2 separate regions of the Oryctolagus cuniculus genome follow, and region 2 is linked to region 1. The links are chromatin contacts, called in public Micro-C maps. All regions are on one chromosome and are shown on one strand. The core of a region is the stretch at or near the end of the contact, and the rest is flanking DNA. Distances in the headings are between cores, read along the strand shown. Region 1 holds the start of MCOLN2 (mucolipin TRP cation channel 2). Region 2 overlaps MCOLN2 (mucolipin TRP cation channel 2).

Region 1 (6,036 bases), core at 2,247-4,746:
TGTTTTTTTCTTCATACTTGTCAAACTCTTTACTTAGTGTAGGGTTAACCTTATGAGTATAAAAGTAAACTGGGGACTGGTGCTGTGGCACAGTAGGTTAATCCTCTGCTTGTGCGCTGGCATCCCATATGGGCACCAGTTCGAGTCCTGGCTGCTCCTCTTCCAATCCAGCTCTCTGCTGTGGCCTGGGAAAACAGCAGAAGATGGCCCAAGTCCTTGGGCCCCTGCACCTGCATGGGAGACCTAGAGGAAGATCCTGGCTTCTGCCTTCGGATCTGCTCAACTCCGGCCATTGCAGCCATTTGGGGAGTGAACCAGACGATGGAAGGCCTTTCTCTCTGTCTCTCCTTCTCATTGTCTGTAACTCTACCTCTCAAATAAATAAATAAATAAATAAATTCTTTTAAAAAAATTAAAGTAAACTGAAAAGAGATCTTTGTAAAAATTGAGTGGGAATAGAAGAGGGAGGAGGAAGAAGGGTAGGGCATGGACAGGAGGAAGGGGAGAGGAGGAAGTATCACTACGTTTCTGAATCTGTATATATGAAACTTATAAACTTTAAAATTTAAGAAAAAAAAGAAATCCGGAAATGGACTTCCTTTCCTCTAAGAAGCCCTTGACATGTGACACAAGAGCTCACTGCAGAGTGATGTCACTCTTCAGAACCGACACGTGGAACTTGAGCTCCAGACCTCCGCTAAAGAGTGCAGCCTGGCTTCAGGGCAGGGTGCCTTGAACTTGCACAGCCTGAAGAGTTTTCTTTGACCACAATTTTAATTTGAAAACGGTAACCACAAGAAGCCACCTGGTTTTTCCACTGCATTTTAACAGTTGTCCTATTCTGGGTTCCACTTCACTGACAGAGAAGAGATAGCCAAAGAGAACGGCTTGTGACTATGATCATTCCTAACTTTCGGTTCTGTATTCTCTGTTCAAAATGTGTTTCCCAACCCTTTTCAATTGCTTCAGGGAGATATTTTGTATCTACTATTTTCTTTTTTAGAAACAACACTTCCTCTTTGGAAGAAGAGACTGTGGCCACTGCCAACACTTCATCAGGGTTTATCAATCTTCTGATCCAGAAGGCTGAAGAGAGCTGTCATGCTCACCAAGGCCTCTGAATGGGAATGATCAGGGGAAGCCTGGGAAATGTGCCTGTTCTCCAAGAGCTCGAAACACAGCACCTGTTGATGGACGGCTTATTAAAGGCCGGAAGATTCCCAGCAACAGGAGTTCAACTTTGAGATGGGAAGAGGAAGATGAGCTCAAATCTCAAGAGACCTCTGACTCATCAAGAAGAAGCTGCTAAATTTCTCAAAACTTGTGCTGTTTGCTGAGCACTTCGCAGAGGAGCTAAGCAGTTTCCTGAAAGTGTGAAGTCCACATTCCACTTCTGGGGACAGCTCCTTGCGGTTGGCCCCTTCTGCACACAGAATCAGAATCTGCATCTTCATAGCCATAGACAAGCTCTCCCACTTCTCTTACTAACCCTTTCTTTCATTTTCAATGTACACGGGCACACTCTTCTGTCTCCACCAGTGCTGAACAACCACACATTTATCTATTTCTGACGGAAAGCCTTCAAAGGCTGTTTATTTGCACACAGAAGTGTGTGTCCCTTATTGTAATCATGGGAGCTGCTTCTGAAGACACTTGATAGGATTAAAGAAAAAAAAAATTGAGCCCTAAAGGAAATGTGTTAAGAAAAATACTAGAGTCAAATAAAAATGGAGGTTATACACCACACCCTCCATAAGCGCAAGTCCACTTACCAGCCCAGCCAGCACCGGGTAAATAAACTCAGAGTATATTTGCATCTAGGGCTAAGGCGGAGGGAAGGAACATTTAACTGCTTACCACCCGGCCCATTACAGGTCAGCACCTCAGTGTGACCAGAGTTGTTAAGTTACAGGACATCAATCATTTCTGTGTGACAGCCACAGTTATCCAGATGTCCAAAAAGTTGTACCAAAGTTATGTTTTCAAAACTGGCCTTTCAAAAAAGTCTACCAAAAAAATTACAAGAAGTCTTCAAAAAGATCATGGAAATGAGCATTATGGAAAAATTATGCATGGATTTCAATTTTTGCAGCAGTCAGCTTATCTTTTCATTCCAGTTCCCATGAGCTTTTTGAAATACTCTGATATATCTATATCTATATTTACATCATTCTTGCTGGGAAATAAGCAAATTCTCCTCTTGAATTCTGGTTTCCCTTGCTAAAATTAAGTCTGTTTATAACACGGGGAGCAGCACGCAGGAAAGTCTCAACACTATTTTAAGAAAGTCTAACCACCCTCCACTGTAGTTGCATTGAGAACTGGGAAAGGGGAAGCCAAGGCGGGTTGGTTCACACCACCTGGTTCGCTGAGCTTGGGTGGATGGAGCTTGGACCAAGGAGGCCAGGCCCCTTGGCAGCGCTCCGGGCTGAACTGTGCGCCTTTTCATGAAGGCACAGGAACTGGAGCTAACCACACTCCCACCTGAGAAAAAGGCCTGTGTGTTTCGGAAAGCCAAGCCCTGCCTTATGTAACTACGTGTAAGCAGTTCATAGAAGCGAGCCCGAAGCAGCAAGAAAGCGCTGGTCTAGGACAGCAAAGCGACTTTAAGAGGACTTCTCCGAGTCCAATACCCTGAGAGCGGCCAGCTCCGATGGCTCCCCTGACCGTGAACCTGGAAACATCTGATCCTGTCTCCAGGTTCCTTGCCCAGGAAAAAAGGATCAGACTGTCTATCGCCTTCTAAAACTTTTCACCGCTCAGGGGATTGGGAACAGGAAAACCCATTCTCTTCACACCCATTCCAGCCTCTCTGGGCAATGTCCCCTTCCAAGCCGGGCCTCCCTTCTCTTACCTTTCCTGACAGCCGCCCGGTGCGCGCTGATCCCGGCGCAGAAAGGCAAGAGGCAGAGCACTCGGTGCGCACCCGGAGGGACGCGGAGCGTGGCCAGGCGTCCCCGTCCCGCCCCAAGTCACCACCTCCGCCCCGCCGCCCGCCGCCCGCCGCTGGCTGAGCCAGGGGCTTCTCGACTTGCTGCACCGAGGGACCTTTTCCACGTGTCAGCGAGCCGGCCTCTCCGCGCTCCCAGAGGCGGGGGGGGGGGGGGGGGGGGCAGCGAGACTGAGCCAGGAGTGGACGGTAGGGGATGGAGTCAAGGTGCCGGCGCGCGAACACGCGTGGAAGGAAAGCGGGCGTGGAAGGGCTGGTGGGATGGAGAGGTTGCGTAACCCCGGCGCGCCCCTGGGGTGGCTGACCTGTGGCGAGGGCCCTGGGACAGGCCCAAGGCTCGGTTCCACGCGGGTAGGTCCATCGTCTCCACACCTCCAGGCATAGCTTAGCCCACGAGTCGCAGGAGAAGGACACCGAGCTCGGGACGGCAGCACCTGCCTCCGCCCCAGGATCGGGTGCTGCCGCGCTCGCATACGGGCGCCCTGCCCTTTGGCCCGCCCACTCCAGATCCGGGGCGTCTGCCAGGAGGTAGCGCAGGCGAAAAGCGTTTTATTAAGGGAACGGCGCTGCCCGTGCACCCTGAAGCCCGCCCCGCGGCGGCCGCGCCCGGCACACCCAGCCCTCGGCGGGGCCCTCCTGCGCGCCTACGCCGCTTTCTCCGTACTTGTCCGCACATTCGGTGCGTTCCTTCTGCAGCCGCCTGTCTGCCCATTTGTTGCTTCAAATCCGTACGAATGCGTTCGGGAAACACTCGCTGCCTTCCCAGCCGAGGGTGGGTACCGTGTTCTCCCACATGCCAAGCATGCGGCCCTCTCCCCTGAGGACTTCACACTGAACTGGCACGTTTGTCCATCCCCCGCGTGTCTGCGTGCTGAAGTACATGGACGCACTCAGACACCTAGCGTGATTCCGGGATGTAGAAAGCGCGCCCGGCGCCCAAGGAATGGAAAACTGGATTGTGCTTGGCTCACGTTGGCAAGCTGGAGCGGGCACCTTGCGCAGGGAGTGCCGGCCCGCGTGGCCCGGGGGCGCGCGCGGAGCCAGGGCACAAACCCACCCCACGCGGGGCGGCCTCAGTATGGACAGGGATATGCCACTCCTGTGCACATGAGGCAGACGCCTGTGGGAAACCGGACAAGACCATCGGCCACTGCTCGTGAATCCTAGATTGGGACATTGCGGGCTCACGGTCCAAGCGCCAAGTTCATCTGAAGGTGCTGGTGACAGCGGTGACGCAGGGAAAGCTAGTTCAGAGGAATCCTTCCCCCACTGCTCACTTGGGCGCAGGTCAGCAAAGTCCCAAGTCCAGGCTACCTGGGCCAGCAAGTGTGTAGAGTCTGTGGCTTTAGTTGAGGCGAAGGATACTCCTCCAGGTAATCAATCAACACTGGTCCATGACTCCAGGTAGGAGCAGCTGGACACAGTGGTGTATATGAACTCGTACAAAACTGCCCTGCTTTTGAAAATCACTGCCAAGGACCTCTGGTGGGGGGAGAGGGGGCTCCATTCTAATGCTCCTTTCATCGGAGGTGCCCACTGGGTACAGAGAGCTGGAAGAGCCTCTGTGCAGTCACAGCTCCCTGAAGGTGGGTGGAATAGCCACGTGGTCTGACCTCTTTATGGCAGAAGGGGGAGGAAGAGTTAAGGCGCTGGTCTTCTGGTAAGGATGTGGGCCCCAGCAAAGGAGGCAGACCAGCTTGACAGGAGAGTGCTAGAAGTATTTTCCAAGAAAGTATACATAAGATATTAACTTTAATGCTAAAGAACTGTAAAGCCTTTAGAAAGTAAACAACAACAGGCCAGCGCCACAGCTCAACAGGCTAATCCTCCACCTAGCAGCGCCGGCACACCGGGTTCTAGTCCCGGTTGGGGCGCCGGATTCTGTCCCGGTTGCCCCTCTTCCAGGCCAGCTCTCTGCTGTGGCCCGGGAGTGCAGTGGAGGATGGCCCAAGTGCTTGGGCCCTGCACCCCATGGGAGACCAGGAGAAGCACCTGGCTCCTACCTTCGGATCAGCGCGGTGCGCCGGCCACAGCGCACCGGCCATGGAGGCCATTGGAGGGTGAACCAACGGCAAAGGAAGACCTTTCTCTCTGTCTCTCTCTCTCTCACTATCCACTCTGCCTGTCAAAAAAAAAAAAAAAAAAAAAAAAAAAGTACACAACAACAAAACCCTACCAGGAAGGGGAAAACCTACTAGTTACAAAATACCAAGACTTCAGTCAGTACAACAGCCCCTTTAGAAGGCAAATGCAAACTAGGACACAGAGGGGGTTTTTTGGTTTTGGTTTTGGTTTGTGTGTGTGTGTGTGTGTGTAAATGTCTCATGATGAAAACTCTAAGCAAACTGGGTATAGAAGGAACAGTCCTCAACAATCAAAGCAATGTATGAAAAACCCATGGCAGGCATCCTATTGAATGGGGAAAAGTTGGAAGCATTTCCACTGAGATCTGGTACCAGACAGGGATGCCCACTCTCACCATTGCTATTCAATATAGTTCTGGAAGTTTTAGCCAGAGCCATTAGGCAAGAAAAAGAAATTAGAGAGATACAAATTGGGAAGGAAAAAGTCAAACTATCCCTCTTTTCAGATGATATAATTCATTATTTAGGGGATACAAGGAACTCTACCAAGAGACTATTGGAACTCATAGAAGAGATTGGCAAAGTAGCAGGATATAAAATCAACGCACAAAAATCAACAGCCTTTGTACACACAGGCAATGCCACGTCTGAGAAAGAACTTCTATGATCAATCCCATTCACAATAGCTACAAAAACAATCAAATACCTTGGAATAAACTTAACCAAGGACATCAAAGATCTCTACGGTGAGAATTATAAAATCTTAAAGAAATAGAAGAGGATACCAAAAAAATGGGAAAATTTCCCATGCTCATAGACTGGAAGAATCAATATCATCAAAATGTCCATTCTCCCAAAAGCAATTTATAGATTCAATGCGATACCAATCAAAAATACCAAAGACATTCTTCTCAGATCTAGAAAAAATGATGCTGAAATTCATATGGAGGCACAGGAGACCTTGAATAGCTAAAGCAATCTTGTACAACAGAAACAAAGCCA
Region 2 (6,036 bases), core at 2,169-4,668, 56 kb before region 1:
TAAAACTCCATCCAGGTCTCCCACGTGGGTACAGGATCCCAAGGACCTGGGCCATCTTCTGCTGCTTTCCCAGGCACATTAGCAGGGACCTGGACTAGAAGTCGAGAAGCCAGGACTCAAACCAGCCAGGACTCGAACCAGTGCCCATACGGGATCCTGGCATGGCAGGCAATGGAGGCTTAACCTACTGCACCCTAGCCCCAGCCCCTTTTTTGCATTACTGAGAAGACTAGTTTGGTGTGTTAAGAACAGTATTCTTTGACATTGTAATCACTTTCTTACTCTATTGAACAACGTTACCACACCCCACACAAACATTTTCCAATCTTATGTTTGTAAAACACAGGAAAATGTCCAGGAACATGCACCTGCTTAGGGAAGGTCCCTGCACCGCGTCCCTGGCCTGCCTGTGGGACCCTTAGGCAGAGTTCTCCAAACGTACTGCCCTCCCTCCTGCAATACCATTATGTCACCCAGCAATGGGGAATCCTGCTCATTAAATCTTCCGGAGGCCCTCATCCCCAGAGTGCTAAGTTAAGTGAGGGCTGGTGGGTACTTGAAAACAGAAACCAGCAGCCATAAAAGGCAACACACTTGGAGGAAGCGACATTCCCTCTTTTTTTGCCTTGAGGTGGTAAGAGCTGACAAGGGAGGCAGAAGCTTTGGATGAGTGTGTCGAAGCAAGAAACTTCAGAACCTCTTGGAAATGGCACAAGGGCCCCACCAGACATGGCCCTGCCCTGAGCCACTGCCCTCAAAACCAGGACAGCCACAACCCATCAGACAGCTTTATGCAGGGGAAAGAAAAACAAAACATTTCCTAGGCTTGTTTCCAAACTAACTTTTGAAACCTTTTACACCACATCACTGATTTCAAACTCGCATTCTGCTAGTGATGGAATCTGGTTTCCTGGGAGAAGCAGATGGGAAGTTTCACGGTTTCCACAACGGTTGTCTGCGAAGCTTGTTTTTCTCCACACTGGCCACGGGAGGGAGCCAGAGCTCCTCTCTTCCCAGAACAGGCATGGAGAAACCCTAAGGTTTCAGGATCCCTGTGGGTAGGCAGTTAAGTACTTCTTTGGCAACATATCTGAAAGCCTCGCTCTTTCTCCCATTTTGATCTTCACAAAGATCATTCCAAATCACATCTGATATGCGACAAAGGTCAAAGGTTTCCCACAGAAAACAGCTGCACCAGTGCTCAGTGCTGGGGCTGGGATTCACTTTCTAACAGAGCGGCCTGGCCGCTAACAGGACTGTGGATCCAACCCTTCAGAACCATCTGGACACACCGCATCTGCAAAGCCGCGGGCCCCAGGTCACCTCTAGTTCACAATGAATCTAAAATACCTCCCACGGGCATTGCACATTTTATTCCATTCTGAAAATCTGCTTACAGGGAAAGTCACTTAAACTCAACCTGCATGTTAAAACAAAACAAAACATGGGGCTGGTGCTGTGGTATAGTGGGTAAAGCCACCACCTGCAGTGCCGGCATCCCATATGGATGCTGGTTCGAGTTCTGGCTGCTCCACTTCCCATCCAGCTCTCTGCTGTGGCCTGGGAAAGCAGTAGAAGATGGCCTAAGTCCTTGGGCCCCTGCACCCACATGGGAGACCTGGAAGAAGCTCCTGGCTTTGAAATGGCACAGCTCCAGCCATTGCAGCCAATTGGGGAGTGAACTAGCAGATGGAAGACCTCTCTCTCTCTCTCTCTCTCTCTCTCTTTATCTGTGTGTGTAACTCTGACTTTCAAATAAATAAATCTTTAAAAAAAAAACACATACAAAAATAAGATACAAATGTCATCTTGACTCCTCACCGAGCCAGCAGAACAGGGTCTGTGCGGTTCAGGTTCATTGTGAACATGTGGATTCAGAGGTGTTGCCCAGTAAGGACTCAATAAATGACCCAGGGTTTGCAGAGGCTGCATCCAAGCCCCAAGGGTTCTTTCCCCATTGTCCAAGGCTCAGACCAAAGTACACCTTCGCAGGGTTAGGCTTAGGGTTAGGGTTAGTCGTGGTTTCCCTTCCTCCTCTGCCCCAGTCACGTGTAAGTTTGGTTCTCTTTCTCCTCCCACCTTTGGCAGATCCACCACTCATTCCCATCCACACCGTGTCAGAGGCTCCACCAACACATCACTTGCCCTCCCTCCAGCCTTTTCTCCCCGTTCCACAGTGCCTAGGAGTTAACTAGGCTCAGCTCTCGCAGTGGGCGCTCTGCTCCACCACGAACGCATTCACTGCTCCACATCCTGGGGGTGAGCAGGGTTAGTACCTTCATGTGGCAGAGGGAGATGCTGAGACACGGAGGGGCAACTCTGCCCAAGGGCACAGGCACCATAAGCAGAGCCAGCTCCAAGCGTAGGCCATCTGGCCGCGGAGCCTGAGCTCCTACCCCTCTAGGCAAGCAACTCCCTGGTGAGGTGTGGAATGAGCATTTGCCGACTTAAGCCAAAAATACAAAGGCTAGGGACACACTTGACAGAATCTAATGCTGGATTGTTGTCCTCTGGAACTCTTCCTTCCAAGCATTTAAACACCCTTGATCACGCCATAACCCACAACAGGTCGGCAGAGAGCGTACGTACTGGATCCAGATATGTTCAAGTCTCTGCATTCTTTGATGGTGGCGGCATTGTCAAAATAGACTTTGATTTTGCCACTGTGAGCTTTGTTGTCAAAGGTGATCTGTAGACACAAACAGAGAGAGAGGGGTTACAGTCAATGGGGAATGGGACCTGCTGGGAAGTCTCTGCTTAGCAATCACCCCTGGCATCCAACCAGTGCTGATCTGAAGAGAACGAGTTGGACAACGTCTTCATCCTGTGATTTCTGCACAGCTCTCTATGGCTGACGAAAAAGTACAAGTACGGTCCAAAGGTAAACATATGGAGATCTACCAGGGTCTACAATTTCAGTTCTCTGCTTCAAGGAAATCCTAGAGTAAAACAGCCACCCAGTGCGCAGAGCAGCAGAGCAGAATTCAGTCTTTGACACGTGAACTCGGTGACCATCATTATCAAACTGCGTGTAAAAAGCATTTGCTTCAAGTTCGTCCCTTATGCATGAAATGCTAATTTTCTACAAGGCTGAAAATTCTGATTCATTTTGCTTCAAGAACTACACACAATGCTATCAGAAAGGACAAAAGTTGCTCCAAGATTTCAGGCTGAACAGACATCCAAAGGCCCTCAACCTCCCATGCTGTGGAATTTCAGACAATCATTCAAATCACTCAAAGTTTATATGTAAATTATGCCAAGTTATCTTTTAGAGTGAACACATTGGGTAATCCAAAAGACTCACAAGAGCTTGGTGCACTGAATGAATGGTGATCAAACCTAAGACATCAGCATTTCTAAGAACAAGCCAAATTCTGTGTAATCCGGGTGCATTACCACGACTGAACCACAGGGTGGAGAAGTCAGCCCGACTGGCCGCATTTCTGCACCAGAACCTAGAGCCGCCTCCCTGAACATTGGCACTCACCATCTCCATTTCTCCTGGGGAGAACCCCTAAAATACTTCTCACAAGCATTTAGAACACTGAGCAGATAGAATCCAAAGAAGGAAACAAAATAGGAAAGTCAACTTGGTTTCATCTTCTCTGCTGACCAGAACACGTGTCATTCATGACCTTATCTGTGTGGTCCCCACACCCCCCAGCTCCTTAACCCTCAGGTGTTCCCAGACTCCTCCAGGGCACTCACCCCAGGAGCTTAGCCATGCCCCTCTCAGCAAAGAGGCATTCTTCCATATCATGTACACCTGCTGGTTCACTCCCCCCAAAAGCCAGCGGTGGCTGGGGCCAAGCCAAGGCCAAAGCCAGGAGCCAGGAACTCAATCCAGATCTCCCAGCTGGGTGGCAGGAACCCAATTACTTGAGCCATCATTTTTGCCTCCCAGCACCTGCCAGAGTCACATTTCAAACCCCATCACCTTGTGTGGAATGCAGGCATCCTGACCAGGGGCTTGGCCATTAGATCCAAGCCCTCCCACTCCCTTTAACTTCTTTGTTTACTCATTTTTCTGTCTGTTTCTTCCACTTGGTTGTAGGTTTCCAAGGAGCCACTGTACCTCGAAGATGTAGAACAATGCCTGGCACACAGTGGGATTCAGGAAGTGTTTCTCAGTTGTGTGGGATGAAGCAGTCATCTGTGGATACAACTTGCAGCTAAGCCACTCAGTTTCCCCCAGGGCTGGGCAAGGGTGGACCTGCAGGCCAAATGTGGCCAGCGCAATCATTTGGTCTGGCCCTACTAAGGCAACTATAGGCTGGACTCTACATTCAGTAACTCCAATTTTTTTTTTTATAAATTGTATTTATTTGACAGGTAGAGTTATAGACAGTGAGAGAGAGAGAGAGAGAGAGAGAGAAAGACAGGTCTTCCTTCCGTTGGTTCACTCCCCAAATGGCTGCTATGGCCAGAGCTACGCTGATCTGAAGCCAGGAGCCAGGTGCTTCCTCCCAGTCTCCCCTGCAGGTGCAGGGCCCAAGCACTTGAGTCATCCTCCACTGCCCTCCGGGGCCACAGCAGAGAGCTGGACTGGAAGAGGAGCAACCAGGACAGAATCCAGCACCCATATGGGATGCCAGCACTGCAGGCGGAAGATTAACCAAGTGAGCCACAGTGCTGGCCCCAGTAACTCTAATTTTTAAGTTGATAATTTTGTATGGCCCATGAATGATGTTGGCCCCAGTAGAAAAAAAAGGTTCCCCTCCTCTGGCAGCCCCTTAACAAACAAGAAAGAAATGAAAGAAAAGGGGGGGGGGAATGGGATTCCATGACTGTGAGAAGTCAGCCTGCTCTCCCACCCCCACAAGAGCGAGCAGTGCCCTGAGCTGTCTCAAAATGAAAGGGGAAGCCGCTCTTTGGCCACTCAGCCTTCAGATCCGGGAGGCAGCTTCTGCCTTGAGGTTTGAAAACATCTGCGATGTCCTTCCTTTGAAGCTAGGCAGAACCCTACAGATATGTAAAACACATGTCATCAACGTGTTTTTCTTTCATGGACTAGGAGAGCTGGAGGTCAAAACCATTTTGCAAACTACTCTTTTCAACCCCGGAATCTAGCTGGAAAAGGCTAGAAGGGGCGTGTGTCCTGTGCAGATGTAATGATCTCCAGGTCAACCATAGCATCACAGAAACTGAAACCCGGCCGCAGCTAACACGTGTGCTGGCGTGGTTCACGCCCCACATCTACAAAAGGAACAGGACACTGCAACTGAACGTCGCTGAGGACGACAAAGACACTTGCCGTGTTCTGAAAAACGTAGCAGTCCGGCAGCTCTCGGGAACGAATGGTCTGTAGGTCAATGCCCTGGAGACGAAAGGAGATGTCCACTTGCAGGAGCCTGCGTAAGAGACGTGAAAGGTGCAAGTTGTCATAGCCTAACCGCACTGCTCCCCTGCCCCCACCTCCGTCCCCGGAGAACTGAGACTTCAAAATGGGCTCACCGATCAAACTCCAGGGTGAAGAATGATGACTGCTTCCAGTCCTGCGGGTTCTGGGAGAGCACTTGGAGGTCTAACTGGACACAATCTGGGGCAGTCAAAGAAGGAACATGGATTGTTGTAGGCAGGAGTCAGATGCTGGTTCTAGTGGGGGCCAGTGTGATGGAAAGTGGGATGCTTACAGAGTCTCAAAATGCCTCCCCAGAAAATGGTTACAAACTGGAACAGGAAGGACAGTAGCCTTTCAGTGGAGAGTCTAGAAGACACCACACAAAGTGAGCCAAGTTGACGTCACCGTAATAACGGTCATCGTCAGGTGCCTCCTGAAGCCATGTACTGAGCAGGACACGTCACCTGTGCGGCATTTCTGCCAAAGATGCCTAACTTCAACCTGGTTGTGAAGAAACAGAGAAACCCTAAGGGAGGACATTCTACCCTTTAAGAATGCCAAGGTCAGAGCAGGTATTTGGAGTAGCAGTTAAGACACTTCTAAGTAGGACACTTGCAGCCCATATCAGATTGGCTAGTTTGAAACTTGGCTCTGGGTCAGATCCAGAAACCCGCTACTGTGCATCCTGGGAG

Evidence for each region. Hi-C and Micro-C count contacts between places; a contact is called where the count stands out from the background.
Region 2: a Micro-C map of ear pinna shows a contact between it and region 1, with 2.4 times the contacts expected there. The contact joins the enhancer-like site here to the promoter of MCOLN2 in region 1. A contact is called at or near these places in 2 of 6 Hi-C or Micro-C datasets (ear pinna and an unstated tissue).

The regions. Positions count from the first base shown.
Region 1 is chr7:86,205,143-86,211,178 of mOryCun1.1, reverse strand. MCOLN2 (mucolipin TRP cation channel 2) reads right to left here and starts at 3,496. Exons shown (of 14, transcript XM_008264961.4): 1 at 3,256-3,496. The coding sequence starts at 3,332.
Region 2 is chr7:86,260,688-86,266,723 of mOryCun1.1, reverse strand. It overlaps MCOLN2 (mucolipin TRP cation channel 2), which reads right to left. Exons shown (of 14, transcript XM_008264961.4): 5 at 5,458-5,542; 6 at 5,258-5,354; 7 at 2,590-2,689. Among named protein-coding and RNA genes, the nearest start is that of MCOLN2, 56 kb to the right of the region's middle. Within about 2 kb of position 3,418, at least 2 of the 8 cell types and tissues checked have an H3K27ac peak or open chromatin away from gene starts, as enhancers often do.